Regions from separate parts of the Mus musculus genome. Here all the other regions are linked to region 2. The links are chromatin contacts, called in public ChIA-PET and promoter capture Hi-C maps. All regions are on one chromosome and are shown on one strand. Each heading gives the region's core, a stretch centred on a gene start, on an enhancer-like site or on the middle of the called end of the contact. The rest is flanking DNA. Distances are from core to core; before and after follow the strand shown.

Region 1 (2,700 bases), core at 7-2,506, 700 kb after region 2:
ACCTCTTAGGACCTTTTGTTCTCCCTCTTTGCCTTTGCCTTGAGATGTACATCTTTAAAAAAAAAACAAAAAACAAACAAAAAAAAACAAACAAACAAAACAAAACAAAAACAAAAACAAAAAACTGTTTTGAGTTGAAGAGTGGGAGGATCTTGTGCTCACAGCAGCCTCTCTTTGAATTGCAAACATCCAGAACCTCCCTAGCACCCTGGGAATGTAGGGATCTAGCTTCAGCTGAAGCCTGACTGCAGGGCCCTCTCGGTTGCAGACCTTCCTCTTGCCCTAAGGACATAACAAGCTCTAGCAACTAGCAGGCACAGCTGGTCGCTACTGAGTTTAAGATAAAGGACAGAGACACTAATAAAGGATGCTGCTACATCTTCTTGAGGCTAAGGCTTTTTATTAGACTGACTCACACAGTGGCTTAGGCTGGCTTCTAACTCAAGGCAATCCTGCTGCAATCCCCTGACAAACTAGGATAAGAATAAGCCACCATGCTTAACTTCAGTTATGTCTTCTCTTAAAAATACAAGCAGAGGGCTTTATCTACCTAGCTTTAAACTAACTGTCCTTCCCTCCTTTCATCTCTCTTCCTTCCTCCCCCCCCCCCCCCACTTTCTGTGCAGTCTCTTAGAATGTCACCTCCCTAGACCCCTTGAAACCCTAGTGTTCACAACAGAGAGCCAAGTATACTTTCCTGACAATAGAAAGCATCATGGGGGAATTCTCTGAGATGAGAATCACCTTGCATAAGCCAGCACTGTGTATTATGTTCAAGGCTTAAACTTAACAGGTACAAAGGTAAAGAAATACTTCACCCTGCCCATCTGGACATTCCATAGGCGAGAAACTGTACAATGACCACCTATGGCTGTGTCAACAAATAGCAAAGAAGGGGTAGCCAGTACCGGGTCTCCTGTCTGAGCTTAGCTGCTCTTTGAGAGGGGGCAGTCCGGGTTCTCCGGGGCCAGTGCTGCTTTTCTGTCCCTCTTTAGGAGTTCTGAATGCAGAGCCTGTGACATGAGACCCCAGGAGCTTGGGGAAGTGCAGATGCTCAGCTTGGGTGCTGATGGGGAACCTGGGACGCAGCACTTTCCAGCCACACATGGGCTTTCTTGAAAAGGGTGGCTGTCTTCCACTTCTCAGGCTCCGAGAACTGTGCCCTCAACACCCCCTGAAGGGGAAATGAGTAGGGCCGGGAGGCTTTCCACAGGAAGTGGTCATTGACTAAAGCAGTTTCACTGTGTTCTGGCAAATGTTCAAGGCCTTTCCACCTACCCGAGGGGATATAGTCTGCAGGGCAGTGTGTATTCCGTCACCATGGGCTTTCTTTTCCTGCCTTCGGACTCTGGATTCATGGCTCTGCATGTAGCTGTTCTGTGAGAGCACTGCTCAGCAGGCACAGGCCCACCGCATACCTGTAAGGGTAAAGAGGAACCCGCCAGGGCGCTGACAGCCGCTTGGGAGCCAGGGAGCCGCTGTGCACTCGGGTGAGCTTGGTGTGTTGGGTTTCCTGGACAGTGAAAGAGCAGTGAATTGAGGGTCGGCGACAGCATAGAGTGGGACAGAGCCCTGAAATTTCCATGCCATCATCCCTAGGCCCTAGGCTTTCCATCTCACCATCTGCGCCTTTCTGAAACCCTCAGTTAACAAAGGTGATGGTTTTTTGATGGAGGAGTAATTAAAGTCCGAGCCACAGGCTTTCCCAAGCTCCCCCAGCAGGTGGAGCACATTTCTTCATTTTATCCCAGACTCCCCAAAGCCTACTAGGCCAGATAGACCTCATCTGAAGGAGGGCAGGATGAGTTCTTAAGGCTCTACAAGCCAGAGTGAAACCTCTATGTTCCTTCCTATATGGTCTAGCCCTTCCCTGAAAGACAGGTCAGTGAATTCTACCTTAGAATCTTGTCTGAAAACCACCCCATTCTTCATGGCCAGGTATCCCACACCTTCCCTTAACATACCCCAAGAAGCTGTGGTATGTTAACAGTATTATGTTTTAGATGTGTATGAACACCCTCGTTGTCAGCTGAACTTTACAGTAGAGGGTACTATTTCCAGGACTCTTGCCTACTAACCTGCCCTGTGACTCTTAGTACCTGGACATAAAGGAACAGGGGAGGGGCAGATGGGTGGAGCAGATGCGAGTGAAAATGTTTGTTTTGGTTTTAGTTGTGTGAGGAAATACACTGGTGCCACTGGAGACTTGTGGAGATCAGAGGACAGCTTTCTGAAGTCATTTCTACCCTTCTGCTTGGTGGAAACGGCTTCTCTCTTGTTTCTGCCACACCCTGGGCTAGCTGGCCTGACAGCCTCTGGCTGATTCTCCTATCTCCACAGGCTGCCTCACTGTGTATAGTGCTGGGATTACAGAAGCAGGCTCTGGTGCTCAGAGTCAAGTCTCCAAGCTTGTGCATCAGGCGCTTTGCCCTAGGCGTCCTTGTTGCCTGCCGGTACTTAACAAGGAAGACAAGAAAGACTCTCTCAACTTCCTGACTGAACTGTGTCCTCATTGCTTGGTAAAATAAATTGTCCTGATAAGCTGGCTTGGCTGTTTTCAGACGAGAATGAACATTTGGGTTTGTGCTTCTGCCTTCTCCTTGAGTAATGCCTTCCTGCTGACCCTTGTCAGTTGCCACGGCCCACACACTGCCCACACTGGGGAAAGTTAGCAGAACTTTCCCTTTGTAGACGAACTCT
Region 2 (2,700 bases), core at 150-2,649:
ACTGGAAAGGGGTGAAGGGTCATAAGGTATAGCCCCCCCCCCCCCCAAGTCCTGATACAATGTCATCAGCTCCAGCAAACCTGTGGCTTGACCTTACCCTCAAGCAAAGACAGCTAAATCGAATAAGCTCAAATTCTCAAGCTGCTACCTGCTAGCAGGAGAGGAACGTTAGAATTCCTCTGCGCCACATTTCACAGCTTCTACCTGTCTCTCTTTCCTCCCCACCCTTGTGTGGTAAATGATTAGGGGCTCCAGGATCCATGCCAACATACTAGAAACATGCATAACGACACACATCTGACTTTTTACAAAAGCTGTGCCATTTTCTTACATGACCCAGGATGGTTCACTCAGAATTACATGCCATGAAGACCTAAGCCCAGAGGTAAGAATGTTTAAAAAAAAATCTTCATTTTATTTCCCAGGTGTTTTGTTATTGTTATTTTAAGAACTGCGAGGTTTTTAGGAAGCCATCTATCCTATCTCTTCCAGTATACATGGAAACAGGTTCAAAGGCACGGACTCCCATGCAGCAAACCCGCCTAGCACAGCCAGGGTGCCTCAGAGAGCACGTTGGGTGGGAGGGCGTTTAATTATTGAATGGCCCTCGGAAGAACATCAACCTCTTAGGCTCTCATTCGCCAGACCCCATTTATCCGTACCCCAAGTTTGACTCGGGGTGCTCCTGACGCAGAGGCTATGGATCACACTGCTCCCCACACCGGAGTCGCTGGGCTGGGCGCTGCCCGGCCTTCCCCTCCTCCCCCGACGGGCCGCAGCCAGTGCTCGGCTAGCCCAGGCCGCCCACCCTGGCGAAGCCGCCGCCAGCGCCACCCCTCCCCGTCCAGGCCCGCGGCACGCTGGGCAGGCCTCTACGGGACTGCGGGCACCTAGCCCGGGCCGACTCGCTACGTGACCTTGGGGCAGGCAGGGCAGGTCGCCGCCGGGTGTCCGTGCCTCAGTGTCTCCGCTCTGCGAAATGGGAGAGCCGCGTCAGCACCGCGCCCAGGCCGGGAGCCGTTCCGCGGGGCCGAGCTCTGCGGAAAACGTGCCGCTGGCCACCCCGACGGACGCAGCGCCGGCTCCGCAGCCAGGGAGCGAGCGCGCCGCCCGCGCCCCACCTCGGGCCGCGTGTCCGGGAGCCGTGCGGCCGCGCAGCCTCGCACGGACGGCCGCCGCTCCCGCCCGCCCCGGCCGTCCTCCCCCCCAGGGGGCGCGCGAGCCCGCCAGGGCGCCCCCTCCCCGCTAACGTCGCCGCGCCCGGCCCTTACCGAGACCCCAGGCCGGGCCACCGAGCCCGGAGCACGCAGGCTGTCCCCGGGGCCCCGAGGCCGCGCGTCCGTGCGCGCGCGGGCTGCCCTCCCCCGAGCCGGGGCCGCCTCGGCCATGGCCCCGCGCCGCCCGGCCCGCGCCGTGCGAGTCCCCGCCGCCGCCGCCGCCGCCGCGCGCAGCCCCACGCAGGCCCGGCGCCGTGGGCGGGCTGGCAGTGCGGCGCGGCCTGGCCTCACCCGCCGGGGCTGCGCGGCCGTCGGGCCCCGGCCTGCTCGGGGCTGTGCTCGGCGGGCGGGCGCGGGCGGCGGTGGCGGCGGTGGCGGCGTCGGAGCGCGGCTGTGCGGGCTGCGCCCGGGCGGCGAGCTGGGCCCCAGCGCTCTGCGGCCGCCCCCGGCGCGCTCGCCCGCCCCGAGCGGCCGACGCTGCGACCCCGGCTGCGGCCCGGGTCCCGGCTGCGAGCTGCGCGGCCGTCCCGGCGCCTCTTCAGCAGGGGAGCTGCACCGCAGCTGCCATGTTGCTACAAACTGCATCCTGGGAGGCATGTCCCTCTCAGGCGTTTCAAGAGGAGCGCTCGGAGGCTCGTCGGAGGCGGCCGGAACCCAGACAGCTCCATCTACAGCCGGTAGGAGCGAACAGTGAGGCGCGGGCCGCCTCGGCGCCGGACACGCCCTGAGCCCGTCGCGGCTCCCGGTCCCTCGCGGCTCACCTGGCGTCTTGGCGGCCCGGCGCCCTCGGGCCAGGCCGCGGCGGGCAGCGGCGGGCAGCGGCGGCGGCGGAGGCGGCGGAGCGGAATCCCGGGCGCGCGGCGCGCTGGGTCTGGAGGCGGGCCGATGGGCTCCGACAGCCTTCCGCCCGCGGCCGCCTGCGCGTCTCAAACCCAGAACCCGGTCGTTGGCTTTCAAAACCTGCGCTCACAAAGGGATCGGAGAGAGCCGTCACACCACAGAAAGCCGGAGTTCATGTGACCAGCGCAGTGCAGCCCGGGTTCCAGGGACGCGGGCTGTGGATCCAAGGGGAGCGAGGGGTGGGGGTGGGAGTGCTTTGTGAAAAGCCTCAGTGTTGTTTTCGGCCAGAAAGGACAGAATTCCTGGAATCTTTGAGGGCACGGGTTGGAAGGGGCTAGACGGGCTACTTAGGAGGAAACTGAGGCCGAGCCGGGAGTGGCTTGCTGATCCCAAGTTGCAGTTTTCGCCCCCTTGTACTCTTTCCAACCATGAGAGAGAACCCTCTTTCCTGGACAGGTTCAGTGAATCGCACGTTTACTGAATTTGCAGGAGCTGCCAAGATTTGGGAATGGAATGAAAAAAGAAAAATAAGTCTGAGCAGGTGTCCTGGTTACAGTTAGGGATGAATGAACCCCAACTGGAACCTAGAGGAAAAGCCAGAATAATTTTTTCACTTCATAGAACCCCGGGGGTGTCTGGGTTG
Region 3 (2,700 bases), core at 124-2,623, 640 kb after region 2:
TAGTGCTGTCCATATGTGCAGAGATGTGGAATCATCTACCAACAAATGGGTAACCTCTTAGGGGCAGTGCTCCTGAGAAAAAAACTTCACAACTTCTCTCTCTTTCTCTCTCTCTCTCTCTCTCTCTCTCACACACACACACACACACACACACACACACACACACACACACACACACACACAAACACTAGCAGCAATCAATTGCCCACAGCTCTCCTTAGATAGGGCAAGAGTTCATGAGCCCTTCCCCATCAGCACTGAGGTTTTGGTCCATGCAAATTTTTGTGTGAAATGACCTTGTCATATCCAGCAAATAGTGTTTCACTGCAGTGTTCAATGACTCCAGTCTTTTCACCCCTCTTCTGTAATAAGCCCTGACCCCTGAGGAGAGGAGATATGATATAGATGTGCTATTTAAATCCAACTGTATCATGAATTATATGACATGTAAAAATACCTAAATATCCAAATTAAAAGTAGATTCTAGGGGCTGGTGAGATGGCTCAGTGGGTAAGAGCACCCGACTGCTCTTCCGAAGGTCCGGAGTTCAAATCCCAGCAACCACATGGTGGCTCACAACCATCTGTAACGAGATCTGACTCCCTCTTCTGGAGTGTCTGAAGACAGCTACAGTGTACTTACATATAATAAATAAATAAATCTTTAAAAAAAAAAAAGTAGATTCTATTTATATGCTATTAACAAGGAGCTCTCTTCTCTCTCTTTCTCTCTTACTCAATTATTTCTTTCTCTCATTTCTTTCTTTTTTTTTTTAAGCTCAGCTGCCCAGAAGTTAGTGGCTTCTTCTTCTTTTTTATTGATTGATTGATTGATTGATTGATTGATTATATGTAAGTATGCTGTAGCTGTCTTCAGACACTCCAGAAGAGGGAGTCAGATCTCGTTACGGATGGTTGTGAGCCACCATGTGGTTGCTGGGATTTGAACTCCGGTTCTTCGGAAGAGCAGTCGGGTACTCTTACCCACTGAGCCATCTCACCAGCCCCCTTTCTCTCATTTCTTAAACAAACATACAGGAGATTCAATATCACTGCCAGCCAAGTCATTGTCATTCACATTTACAGATTGTTCTGCCAAACAAGAGCTGACTGACCGTTATTTACTATGATGGACCATATTGCAGTCAACTAAAGTCCTGGTGGTGAAAAAACGTGACTATTGATTTATCACATTCCAAGTGCTAAGTAGCTACCAGCAGCCCATGGGTACCACATGAGATGACACAGAACAAGAGGACTGCAGAACGTTCTGCAGTGCAGCTTGCTAGGAAGATGGGTGGGTCCCTTGCACACTCCTATTTCCACAGTTCCTCCCCCTCGCTTCCTCTCTGCTACTCTGTTTTCTTGGTGTTTAGTATTGTTTCGAAATCAGAGAAGGTCAAAGGACCCAGATTTTCAGGTAAGAGAATAGGGATGGATGATGTGGGTGTTGAATTTGGTGAGGAAGGGGCCTCTCTACTAGCTGTGTCTAGTAAACCTCCTGACAGACCTGCTCTTGGGAATTGTATTCATTGGCTTCTGTTTCCAGCCTGATAATTTTAGGCTGTAGTCCGAGTTGAAGGCTGAGTTCTACAAATTCCTGTGTGCTTCAGGGTTCGCTGCTTTGAGGAGGACACTTTTTCTACAGGGAAAGTATTCCTGCACTGGTCAAAAAAAAAAAATTTTTTTTTTAAATGTGACTCTTCCAGGAAGAGAATGACTGAGTTAGCTTGGAGAGAGCAGGCAGGAAGAAGGCAGGGATGCGGAGGATCCCTAACAGGCTCAGCTTGGCACAGCTCCCCCAAGCTGCCATAATGTTGGGATTAGCACTAGCCTTTATCTTTTTCCTGTAAGCTGCTTCCTAGGGAACCTGCCTCTTGGGGAAACTATTTCCCCCCCGAGTTCTTAGAAGAGCTGAGCTCCCTCCAGGTAGGTCTAAGTAGGGAGGTTATGTTTACTGTGGCTACTGTTCTGAAGCCAGTAGTAGACGTTTGGTCATAGGCAGAGCGGGGATGACTTAGTCAATGAAATCTGCACCTACAGAAACACAGGTCCTGGTTTTACAGATGAATTAGAGTCTAAAGAGCTCCTCTGTCACCCTGTGCCCTCTGTCTCCCCCGACCCCGAGAAAGTTTTGAGAAATTTTCTACCATTGATACTGGGCCTCCTTGCTAATCACCAAATCAAGTCTGTGCTAAGAACCAATGCTTTGTGTGAGTTTGTGGTTTCTTTTTAGTTTATGAGAAGCTGTCTTCCACCCACCTGGCCTTCAGGCATAAAAAGCCTCTTTCAAAAGAAGCATCTAGAGTTCTGCTTCACATCTGTATCTGAGGGCTCCCTGTGTGGGGACTCTGTCCTTACCAAGGAGCATTCCAACCTGTCCTGATTGTAGTTGGCTCCAGAGTTTTCAAATGTGTTCATGTGTATTAGGTAGAGGAAACACTCAAATGAGCTGAGTGTTTCTACATAACTGTGTCTTGGTTAACAGGGAAGGATGGCTGGGTGGCACAGGCCACCCCCAAGCAGAGAGAGGTAAAGACCCAAGAAGGTCAATTTGCTTGTTTAGTAAATTGAGACCCGCCCTTTGTCCAGTGCTGTGTCTGTGCCTGGAAAGTTTCCTGTCACAGAGTCAAAGAGGAGACAGTCATATGCTAAAAAATGATTTCGTGTTACAATCATGTCTTCGATGAGGAAATGCTGC
Region 4 (2,700 bases), core at 93-2,592, 550 kb after region 2:
ACAACCATCCCAACTTCCCAGCCTTGAAAGTGAGCAAATAGAAAGTCAGGCAAAGATAAATTCTCAGTAGTCATAGCATAAACTGGTTTAAAAAAAAAATCACACAAAACAAACAAGTCAGGAAACCAGCAACCCAAGAAGCAAAAATTGAAGCAAACAGTCATTTTAATTAAATTTGGGAAAATAGCCCATGTTGTCAAGGAAATGGAAAAAAATGGTCATTTCTCAGGGATAACTGATGAATCTTGTCTTTGACCATCTGTTTCTACCTCCAAAAGTTTGAACCTGGACATGGGTAATGAGACATTAATCTATAAGGACATAGGAAAAATATGTAATCGATTTGCATATTTATACAGCCATTAAACTATATATATATATATATATATATATATATATATATATATATGTTTTAATATAATATATAAGAGAACAACGAAATGGGAGAAAACTTACAATATCTTAAGTGAAGAGCCAGCATGTACAGTTGCAAGGGATAACCCAGGCTTCCCCAATATAAAATACTATTCAGAACACTCGAGTATGTCAAACACCGAATGTAATTGGCTTTAGGAGGCTAATATATGAGAGGGCTAGATGGCCCTTGGGAGAGATTTTAAAAGTGTTTTTTTTTAAAATAATTGTACAATTCAAAGCTTGTCTCTGTTGAAAGCATGAAAGGACACGAAATTGCACTGGTCTGGAAGTTCCAAGATGGGGTTCTTTTGGAAAGCCAAGGCCACCTGCTAGTGGGTGGTGAGTCATGGCCACAGGCTTGCACCTGCCTCCGCAGACGCCACACTGGCTGCTGTGCGTTTCCAAGGGTAAACGACCCATTTGTGCCAACAGCCACCTGGGCCCGGCCTGCATCTCTAGAGCTTAGGCCACTCCGGATCTTAGTTGTGGGAATAGAGGGCCTTGCAGAATTCACAGTTGCGGGCCATTCATTCTTCATCCAGATGCGCTCTGTTGCCGTGGTGCTGTGTTCCAGCCCTAAGCTAGAGCGGACTGGGCAAAGCCCCAGGCTCGACGCCAGGAGAACCGTTGGTGCCCTGTCTAGTTCTCTCTGGCTCTGAGTTTTGAAAAAGACAGTAAGGGTGGACCAAACACAGTGACCACAGCCTGGCCACAAGGTGGCCCAGGGGCGAGCATCCTTTTCTGGGCAGAGGGTTAGGAAACTGAAGCTCGGGCCGGTGGCCAAACCGGAGCTGGTGGCTGCCATGGCGATGGAGCCGGGGGCCCTCCCTGGCCTTGTGCCGGAGCGGCAGTGCAGCGGGGTGACCTGGCCCGCCCCGCCCCCAGGCCGCGGCCGCCTAGCCGAGACTGACCCTCCGCAGCTCCTGTAGTCACGTGGAGCTGGGAACCCAGCGCGTGGGGGGAGGTTGGGGACGGGCCTGGCAGTTGTGAACTCGAACCTGCCGCTGTCGCCGCTGCGGGGCGGGGAACCGGCCGCAGAGGCCGGCCTGGTGCTCTATGGATGGGCGCTGCGTCCCTGGAGGGCACGCGGGAGAGGTATGGGTCGAGTAAGGGCGCAGGGGCCACCGAGGGCGTGCGAGGGCAGCTCCACCTGTGGGGCGCGTGACCGTGAGTGTGTGCGGCTGTGGGGTTCGCGCGCGCGCGCGGAATATGAAAGGGGGGGGGGAGTGTTGAGGCGCGGGGCGAGCGCACCTGCGCACAGGCTCCGCGGGCTGCGCTGTGCGTGGGACCCGAGATGGCCCACTGGCTGGTCCGAACCGGTCCAGCGAGCCAGCAAATGTGGACGGAGGACACGCATCTATACAAAGGGGGAGTGTGTGGGCCTGCTGCCACCCGGGGCTGCCCTAGATGACCAAGGAAATTCTGGAGAGTCCTGGGCACTCTGGCGCTCCCTGCGTAGACCCTCGGGAGACAGGCCTGGAATTTATGTTGCGCGGAGAGTGGGGGAAGGGGAGGCAATAGGGATTCCAGAGTTACTGCCTAGGCAGCCCTTTGGCCACTGAGAAAGAGCCTTGCAACAGATGGAGGAGGCTATTCTTCTGGGGCCCTACCAGGCTAGGAGGTGGCCTCCAAAGGCAGCACTGTGCTTCCTCAGTAAAGGGTCATGCTCATGCTTTATTTAGTTCAGTGTCCGCTAGGTCATTCGACCAGGCTGGGTATGGAGTTCAAGGCTGAACTCTGTAGCCTTGAATCTGGGAGAGACTGGGTGATGACACAAACCTGCCCTGGCTTAGCGCAGAGCCTCACACTCGTTCTTTTCTCTCCCTTCCCCAGGTAAGGCTGACCTCTCAGCAGTTAGAGGTCTGAGCTCTGCCATGGGGATAGGGATGTCTTTATTGCTACAGTTTTCTCTGTCATCCGGGGGCTACCGAAGTGTGGGCCGAAGCAGCCGAAGTCTCCCCAGGAACATCCCCAGAAGGAGCTGGAAAAAGCCTCACCCCCAGCTCTTCAGTCTTCAGGGTAGAGTTTGGCCTTTCTTGTGCCCTCAAACCAACCCATAACTCCAGCGCTCATGTCTCCTATACTTGCAGGACAGGGATGTACTGGGGAAGGAATCCATTCTCCTATCATGGAGTCTTCCCTGGGTTCAGGCGGGGGTGGGAGTTGGGGGTTGGTGGGGTTGAGTCATGTCTGTAGTCCCCCAAAAGAGAGCAGGCTGTAAAGGAATTCAGGAGGTTTTGCCCGGACAGAGGCCACGAACAGACATGAAAAGGTCCCTGGGAA

The links. ChIA-PET counts read pairs in DNA pulled down with a chosen protein or histone mark. Capture Hi-C pulls out chosen DNA fragments and counts their contacts.
Region 1: an RNA polymerase II ChIA-PET map of memory CD8 T cells shows a contact between it and region 2, with 14 read pairs. The contact joins the promoter of Gimap5 here to the promoter of Zfp777 in region 2.
Region 3: an RNA polymerase II ChIA-PET map of memory CD8 T cells shows a contact between it and region 2, with 13 read pairs. The contact joins the promoter of Gimap4 here to the promoter of Zfp777 in region 2. A contact is called at or near these places in 1 of 39 promoter capture datasets (the C10 cell line) and 1 of 115 datasets of contacts at active chromatin or transcription factors (memory CD8 T cells).
Region 4: a contact with region 2 is called in a promoter capture Hi-C map of adipose tissue. The contact joins the promoter of Repin1 here to the promoter of Zfp777 in region 2. A contact is called at or near these places in 2 of 39 promoter capture datasets (cranial neural crest and frontonasal cranial neural crest), 1 of 484 Hi-C or Micro-C datasets (embryonic stem cells), 2 of 115 datasets of contacts at active chromatin or transcription factors (astrocytes and neural tube) and 2 of 9 other capture datasets (adipose tissue and embryonic stem cells).

What each region holds. Positions count from the first base shown.
Region 1 is chr6:48,744,941-48,747,640 of GRCm38.p6, forward strand. Gimap5 (GTPase, IMAP family member 5) reads left to right here and starts at 1,257. Exons shown (of 3, transcript NM_175035.5): 1 at 1,257-1,490.
Region 2 is chr6:48,046,715-48,049,414 of GRCm38.p6, forward strand. It overlaps Zfp777 (zinc finger protein 777), which reads right to left and starts at 1,400. Exons shown (of 6, transcript NM_001081382.1): 1 at 1,272-1,400. The coding sequence starts at 1,388.
Region 3 is chr6:48,683,205-48,685,904 of GRCm38.p6, forward strand. Gimap4 (GTPase, IMAP family member 4) reads left to right here and starts at 1,374. Exons shown (of 3, transcript NM_174990.4): 1 at 1,374-1,419.
Region 4 is chr6:48,592,541-48,595,240 of GRCm38.p6, forward strand. Repin1 (replication initiator 1) reads left to right here and starts at 1,343. Exons shown (of 3, transcript NM_001079901.1): 1 at 1,343-1,512; 2 at 2,251-2,436. The coding sequence starts at 2,292.